Linked DNA regions of Cricetulus griseus: region 2 is linked to region 1. Evidence: chromatin contacts called from public Hi-C data. All regions are on one chromosome and are shown on one strand. Each heading gives the region's core, a stretch centred on a gene start, on an enhancer-like site or on the middle of the called end of the contact. The rest is flanking DNA. Distances are from core to core; before and after follow the strand shown.

Region 1 (4,138 bases), core at 923-3,422:
GAACAATGAAGACCTGACAGGGAGGCTCTTAGATTTATTCTGAGCCTCCTCTCCTGGGCAGGAGTCTATTTCACCTGTGATGGATGCATTTGTCCACCCTGGCATGTATTCTGTTTCATTTCTTTGCCCACTGCCAAGGCAAAGAGATAAGCAAGAGCATTGCCAGAGCTCACAGAGATGCACAGAAATGCGTGGCAGCTAAATTTACATGGGGGCAGATGTCAACTTTCTGCTAATGAGGAACGAACGTGTCTTCCTAAGTCAGTCTCCTGGACTAGGAGCTAATCTTGCTTGCTTCCCTTTCTGGCGGCCCCTTTGAAAACCTCAATGCAGTCCTCTTCAAAGCCCTCATGTCTTCTGTGAGCCTCTTCCAAACCAAGCCGCACTAACTGTCCTAAAACCAAGTCCCAAAAGGAGTCAGGTCTGGGAACCCCAACTCGGGCTGCTGACCCATCATGACCCCTTCTTCCTTGGCCCAGCTCACCCTTGACCCCTCCCTGTGCTGTGCCCCTAAGCAAAGAAGGGTTTGGATTTCATCCGGGTGGTACAGACTTTGCATTGACATTGGAGTAGCAACTCTAAAAGATTTTTTCATTCCTATACTGATGTCCCCTCTTGGAGACAGCATGGATTCCATGAAGGCAACTTCACTTGCTCCTTCACCACAGGCAGGCTAATTAGGAAGCTGGGAAGTGGTGCCCACAGGGGTTACCTCTGCCTTCCCCCAAGGGTGCCTGCAATGGGTCACTTCCCTCCTCCTCCTAGGCACAAGGCCACTCTAAACACAGCCATTCTGACTCCTCTACTAGACATGTACACAGCAAAGAAATCAAACCCCAAGCAAGAGCCACTCACCTAAACGAACTTTTAAGATTTGCCTGGAAAAACATTATGGATCATGGGTCTACTCAAGACCGTCACCGTTCTCTGACACCGAGCCAAAGTGTCACCGGCAGAATCCACACAAGCACACACAGGAGCACGTACCCACCCGTGTCGGCATATCCCCACTGACTCAGGTTTCTCTCATCCACCTTTGGATGGGAGCAAAGGCTCCAACCTCCTCCTGCCTTCCTCCCTCCCTCCCTCACCTCCCTGCCTGCCTCCCTTGCGTAGTACTTTATTTATTTGCAGAGCGAGTACTATTCCAGAAGCTTAACTGTGTCCCTGCTAGACCATGGATGCAGTCAAAGTCTTTGCTATTGTGTTACCTGGCAGAGGACGTCCGGGATCAGTAGCCCATTCCCTAGGAGCAGGACCCAAGAACGTGTTCCCAGAGACAGGCTGGTACCAGCACCTCCACACTGAGTGCACGGCTCGCACCCAGGCACGGAGTGCACCGAAATCTGCATCCTTGCAGCAGATAGCTCCAAAGCCATCCAGTCTGGCCCTGGGAAACCTCCCTCAAAAATAGCGCTTCTCCCTTACCCTGTCCCTCGCTAGTCTCCCTTCTCCCACTAAACAGGGACTGGAGCAAAAAACCTCAAGTGGTTAGGGAATGCTCCTTCCTCACTTCTGGGGCACTTAGCATCCCCCTTCCTCGCCACCGCTGGGCATCAGCTAAGCCTTGGGCTTTGAAAACTGCCACAAAGCATCTTAACCGAACCAAAACTCATTTTCCCCCTTCATCCCAGGGCAACCAGACCCAAAAGCCTAAACCTTAGGACCTTCCTTAACTGATGTGGATTTCTCTGTCTCTTACACACACACACACGCGCACACACACACACACACACACACACACACACACGCACACGCACACGCACACGCACGCACACACACAACCCCACGGGACCCTCCAGCCTCGGGCTCTGAGTGGCCGCGATGACTTCCACTTACTTCATCAATAAGCGTAGCCCTCCACCATCTGGCGCCGGCTCCAGCTATGCGCTCGCGCACTGCGCCCCCATTCACTCAGCTTCATTGATCCCCAGCAGCAACACAGAGTTACTTTCTCTTTTGCTACAGCGTAAATGTAAGCTCCGGAGGGGGCGGGGCTACCGCCGAGCGACGTCGCGCTGCACCAATGAGGATCCAGAGCCCGCGGCCCGCTACCTCACAGTGGCCTGTGGCCAATAGACGGCCGAGGGGGCGGAGAGAGAGGCGTGGCCTCGCCGCGGGAAGGAGGCCCGCTCAGACGCGAAGCTGGGTTTGGTGTGTTAGAACGCGGGCGGTGATGTCATTGGCAACCAATCAAAAACTTAAAAGAGCCAGCCCGGGCCCGCGCGGAGCAGCAGCTCTCTATTTACATGTAAACCTAGGCGGCCGCCAGACGCGGTTAACCCTTCCCGGGGCTGAAGTGTCAATGGCTCGCACTGGCCGCTCTGGCTGAAACTGGTTCTCCCGGCGTGGCGGACCCCGGCCTCGCGGGGTCTCCATTCCACTTCGTGACTCGGGGTGGAGGCTCAGGAGTGTCCGGCCAACTTTCCCGAGGCCGGAGGCGACCCGAAGCCGGGTCTCTCCATGGCCGTGACAGCGCAGCGCGGGACGTGAGCGCGCACAGGGCCGGCCTCCCCGCAGCCCGGCTCTGTCCGGCCCGCAGATGTCGCTGCCTCTCCGGCTGCCCTACTGCTCTCCCGCGCGGCGGCTGCGCGCCGTGCTCCTGTTCCCTTACTTCCGTGCCCCGGTCACTCCCCCGCCGTCCCCGGTGTGTTCACAGGAGCCCGACTCGGAACTCGAAGGTGGCAGCCCGGAGAGCTGCGCGGAGGAGGAGGTTTGGCTCTACTCCAGCGGCCACTGGGGGCGCGTGCTGAGCGGCGGCGTGGGCGCCATCCCGCAAGGCTGGGCGTGGCCGGGCTCGCCCAGCGGCCCACCAGCGCCACAGCCCCGGCACCGGCCCTCAACCCAGCCCACCCCGGTCCTGGCCCCTTCCGCTGCCACCTCCCCGATCGCCGTGTCTTGGCACTCGCAGTCCATCCGCCCCGCGGTGCTGGGCCGTCGGCCCTCCGTGGCGCAGAGCCCTCGGAGAGCCAAGGAGCGCCAGCCTGGAACTGCAAGCGCGGGCGGGAAGGAGCCCGAGTTTAGGGTGGTGAACATCCACAATGAGCGGCGCTGGAGGAGCTTGGAGGAGCCGAATCCAGCTTTCTCGGTTCCCCGAACTTTGGCCATCAGAGGGGTCGCTAGTCGCAGCCTGTGTCCGGGGAAGAGAAGTGGGAAGCTGAACAAGCCTGCCAGCGCCTCGCCAGAAAAATATCAGGGAAGCTGCAGAACAGTAACCCTGGAATTCAAAGGAGTGGAAAAGCCTAGATGAACTATGACGACGATGCATCAAAGAATCCTAAAGCAATAGAGCTTTTTATACCTCCCTACCCCCTCCTAGCTCAGAGAGGAAGACCAAATGTCAAGTAATTGAAGTGGAATAAAAACATTATCTGCTCTGTGCAAAGTCCAGCTGTCACTGCTAATGGGAAGTGTTTGAAGGCGTGCTTTAGACCCCAGACGCTCTTTCGCCATTGACGTGTCGATCTAGAATCCGAAGGTATCCAGCCATCACCTTCGGTGGTCCTCTGTCAACTGACAGTGATCTCCTTTGAGTTCTTGCATGCAGGTGCACACTGGTGTTGCAAAAAGATTGTGTGGCCCTTTTCTACCCAAATACACAACCCCCGCCCCCCCCAACACACACACATCCCTGAATGTCAGTGCATGAGTGTCCAGGACACAGCATTTGGTCCTTAGATCTTTGAGAACCACCTAGCCAGTTAGGCTGCCAGAAAAGAAGATCCCATCAAATGTTTCAGGCTTGTAGATGAAATGTCACAGACCGTCGATGAGCACAGTCACTGGAGGTGACTGGAGGTGGCCGGAGGAGTCCCCACAATTCATGGTTTGAGTTCTAGGTATTGAGTCTCATTTTTGTCCTGCAAGATTCCCTGTGTTTATCTGTGTATCTATAAAACGTGACCACCACCACTCCCCACCCCCCACCCCCACCCCTCCACCCCCGCCCAGGAAAACAAAACTGAAAAGGTAGTTGGGAGAGTGAAAGGCATTGCTTTAGAAGGGAGGCACCTCTGCCTAGAGGTACTTACAACCTGTAAATTGTGATTCACAAAGCCCCGAGGTGGGTAATGTGAGAGAGAAACGTAATTCATTTAATGAGATGATTATTTTATTATGGTTTCAAACTAGTAAGTTA
Region 2 (4,138 bases), core at 664-3,163, 460 kb after region 1:
TCCTTCATTTTTTCGGTGAACACCAGATGTTTATACACAGGTGTTCCTCATGACTTCTGCGTGGCCCAGAACAAACTCCCTCAAGGCCCAGCTGTCTCTTCCACGAAGCCTTCCTGGCTATCCCCAGCAGATGTGTCCACTCCTCAACCCCTGGAACACCCCCGGCTTCCTCTCTTGCATTGTTTGATACTTTCTCATCCCAAGCTGACTCCAAAGTCCCCTCAAGAAAGAACCAGTGGCGGAGTGGTCTTCACGTGTGCCAGAGCAGCGCCCCTCACATGGAGTGCGACCTGAATAAATAAGCGTGGGACAGAGGAGACTTTAGGGTGGAGACCAAGGGAGGAAAGCCAGGTTTCTCCCTAACGCCTAAAAAGGCAGACAGGAGGCTATCAGTCAGCAAGGCATTGATTAAAACGGAACAGATTTTTACGAATCTTTATTATATTTGTGTGTCTGTCTGTCTGTGAATCATGTTTGTAGGTCAGTAGACAACTCGTAGTCTCTCCACCATGTGGGTTTAAGTTGTCAGGCTTGGCAGCAGGCATCTTTATCTGCTAAACCATCTTGCCAGCCTCTAGAATTATTTTAGAGAAGAAGGAGGAGGAGAAGTAGAAGAAGAAGTACTAACTTACTTCTTAAGAAACAGAACGCTTTTCTGTGAGGCACCATCTTCCAGGCATGGCACAGCAATGGCGTGCCTGAGCTCACAGCTGTTGAGATGACGTGCACAGGACAAGGCCATCAGCGTCTCAGGAGGTAGGAGGGATGCTAGAAGCCCAGCTCCTCCCTGAGGAATCATGGACAGTTAATGGCTGCTGGGGCCCTTTCTTCAGTGGTGTAACCACTGCTGAGTTCCCTGTGCTCTGGTAAATAACTTTCCATCTGCATTTCTACAAGCAGCCCTAATGAAACAATAACAACAAGACATGAAAGTTGAAATGGGACTTGTTGGGAAGAGGGAGGGGGCAAGCAGGAGTGGGAGGGGGACAAGAGAGGGTGGATACAGTCAAAATGCCTTAGATACATGTATAGGAATATCTTAATGAAAGCCCTTATTATGTGTAAAGAACATACGCTAGTAAAAACTATCACCCTACTGCCTATTTAACCTGACACCATTCTCCTCACTTTTCTCCCTGTCAAATCTCTGCCGCAGTGGCCTGCATCAATACCACTGCAGACTTTGGAGTATTTGACGCTCCAAAAATGTCAGAATCTGCCCCACAGCATTTTCCAGAAACTTAGCTCTCAGAATGCTGAGGTGGGTTTCCTTCTGCAACATTTCAAACTGCTATCCAGCCCCTTTTTCTTGAGTCTTTTGCTCAGTTCCCAGGCAAGGAAGCACAAACCATGATCCAGAAAGAGACAGCCTGATCATGTCACAACTGCAAGTTGACAAAACAGGCACAAGCTGGGACCCCAGGCCCATACCAGAACTGACAGAGAAAACATGGGTCTAGGTGACAGAGCCATTCCCTCTGGACCGTCACCACAGAAGACTGACAATGCCAGATCCCAGACTTGTGACTGGGCGCCAGATGGCTCAAAATCACCTGTGAGGCCAGGCCTGCTGCGTGACTTCATTTAATCGTGTGTTTTGCTCATTTGGTATCTGCAGCCAGAGCCTCTGGCAGCGAATGTCCTTTGCCACCAGTTCAAGCAAGAAAATGTACCTGTCGTGGTCATGTTTGCTTCCAGCTGCTGGCTTATTTTAAGAACTAGATCTTTCCTGTTACTCTATTTTCCCAGACTGACAAGAATAACTTGCAGGCCAAGCAGAAATCCTTGTATGTAGTGACCTAGTGCCACCTGCTGGCCAATTGCTTAGCAGCAACCAAGAGGACCGTGGAGGTCCTAGTGCAGAGAAAAACGTTTTCTCTTGGGAATTTTACATGAATTCTCCTCTACTTACTCAGCTGGAACACTTTGCCTGGAAGTCTTGTGATCTTTCTAACTTTGAGGCAAATGAGCTAAAGCCCATGGCACCAACAAGGAATCTGAGCAAGCTTTTTACTTGAGTCTTGCCTCGCCCATTTCTTTGGCAGCTGTGGCTTCTAAATGATGAGCTCATGACAGACAAGCTAATGCTTTCTCCAGGTGTCCCAAGCACAGACGTGGAGAAAGATGGCCCTCCCAAGGGACCTGATGCAACTGTCTTGTCTTATTTTTAACCTTTCAGACCAAGGTTTCTAAACTTGGGGTGCAAGATTATTCTCACAGTGCCATGTCAAGAGGTAGAGAGTGTCTCCACTGTGGCCACTGAGAATAAATAGGCTGCTGGCTGGATGTCTCCCAAAGTCCTTGCTCATTGCCTGCCCAGTGCATGAAGTGTGAGCTACCAGCGCTCATCTTCTAGCAGCATCAGAGCCCCTGTTGCTTGCAGATGTTTAGAGGTGGGGATTTTAGAGGTGGAAGCTGCCTGTCCACCACAAACATTTAATAATACTACTAGACTTTTTGCCCAGGAGATGCCAATAGCACCCCCACTCCCCAACGCCATCATGTTATAACAACCAAAATATCTGCAGATGTTGCCATTGGCTGCCTGATTGAAAACCTTGTGTCTAGAACTCAAGTACACAAGCCTAGTGGTTTGGATGAGAAATGTCCCCCACAGGCTCATGTGTTTAAACACTTGGGCCCAGTAGGTGGCACTGTTTAGGGGGGCTGTGTTGGGCATGGACCCTTGCTGGGGCATGGGAGCCTGTAGTTATCAACCTTTGGGTTTATAGGCAGGTCCTGCTTGGAATTCACTCCCTGATTCTATTTCTCCCCCTACTTCCCTGGGTGGGGAACAAACCACACCACAGGTGTGCCATCATTGCCTTCTCTACCATGAAGGACTAAATGCCCTAAATCGTGAGCCACAATGACCCTCTACTCTCTTAGGTTGCCTCTATCAGGTATTTGGCCATAGCTGGGAGAAAGGTAACTGACACACTGGAGAAGCAAGATGAAAAGGATACCGGGAAAGCAAGGTAAGGAGGAGAGCTGGGAGGAGGAAGGGTAGGAGGAGTGGGGGAGAATGGAAGGAGGAAAGGTGGGAGGAAAGGGGTGGGAAGAGGGGTAAGAGGAGGAAAGGGAAGGAGTGGGGAGGAGGAATGGCAAGAGGAGGGGTGGGAGGAGGAGGGTGGAAGGAGGAGGGGTGGGAGGGAGCAGGAGGAGGAGGCATCCACTACCATTTAACACAAACAAGCTGCCCCAGGAAAGTAACGGTTAAGCCAATGGTCTTCTAAAAGGCACAAATTGTGTGCAAAGAGCTCCGTGGCTCTCTCTTGTTTAACCCATGAGTAGTCTATATTGGCTCTCTAAGGAAACATTTGCTAGACCCAAAGAAACTAAACTTCAAAAACGTCAAGTCACTTGGCCCAGGTGTAGCAGAGCAACCACAGGAAACCAGGATTTCCTGCCCCCAAAAGAGATTTAGCAACATGTCCCAATCCAGGACAGAAAGTTCTAGAACAGTCTCAATTCTCATCCATGCTGCTACAGTCTGCCAGCACAGTCCCAACAATCTGCCTAGATTTAGACCTGCAGATAAAAGGCTTAACTATTCTCCACAAGAAAACCAATCCAATGTTTCCATACCTGGGGAGGGGAGTGTATTTCAGTTCTGGGAGTTTCTGATCATTCATTTACAAGATTAAAAAGAAAAATCTTTATCAGTGGTTTTCAATTTTGCCTCCAAATAAAAAATCATTTCAAGGGCTTTTCAAAAGGAAAGCCTAAACCACACCACAGAATAGCTGAAGGGGAGTCTCAGGGACAGTGACACTCTTTCAGCACCCTCATCTTTCTGAACAGGATTCAAGCCTCTCCTTCCAGCTACAGTGGGGATAGTGGCCCACTCAGCAGGTATGCAGAAGCAGTTTGGGCCATACCACTGGAACTATGAGCCAGGGTTCATAGTCTCTGTCCCTTCACTGTTTGTACAAGTGACCCTCCTCCGGCAGAATGGCTTTGCCTAGCACTTTCGAGAACAGTTGATAATAAAAATAGAAAATTCCATGCCCATTATCTCATGTATGCTTTGCAAGGACCCAAAGGAAATGGTTCCATCACCATCTTCTTCATCTTCCAACCCTCCGCAAAATCTCAGTTAAAGGGGACAGCAGAACACAGGAGACATGAAAGAGAT

What was found. Hi-C and Micro-C count contacts between places; a contact is called where the count stands out from the background.
Region 2: a contact with region 1 is called in a Hi-C map of fibroblasts, with 5 times the contacts expected there. The contact joins the enhancer-like site here to the promoter of LOC100773462 in region 1. A contact is called at or near these places in 2 of 8 Hi-C or Micro-C datasets (the CHO-K1 cell line and fibroblasts).

What each region holds. Positions count from the first base shown.
Region 1 is chr5:10,589,605-10,593,742 of CriGri-PICRH-1.0, forward strand. LOC100773462 reads left to right here and starts at 2,173. Exons shown (of 1, transcript XM_035445145.1): 1 at 2,173-4,138. The coding sequence starts at 2,543. The coding sequence ends at 3,250. It overlaps Dusp10 (dual specificity protein phosphatase 10), which reads right to left and starts at 1,997. Exons shown (of 4, transcript XM_027418759.2): 1 at 1,840-1,997.
Region 2 is chr5:11,045,863-11,050,000 of CriGri-PICRH-1.0, forward strand. No RefSeq gene overlaps it. Among named protein-coding and RNA genes, the nearest start is that of Hhipl2, 31 kb to the right of the region's middle. Within about 2 kb of position 1,914, at least 2 of the 6 cell types and tissues checked have open chromatin away from gene starts, as enhancers often do. A contact at or near this core is called in the CHO-K1 cell line and fibroblasts, where this site is marked.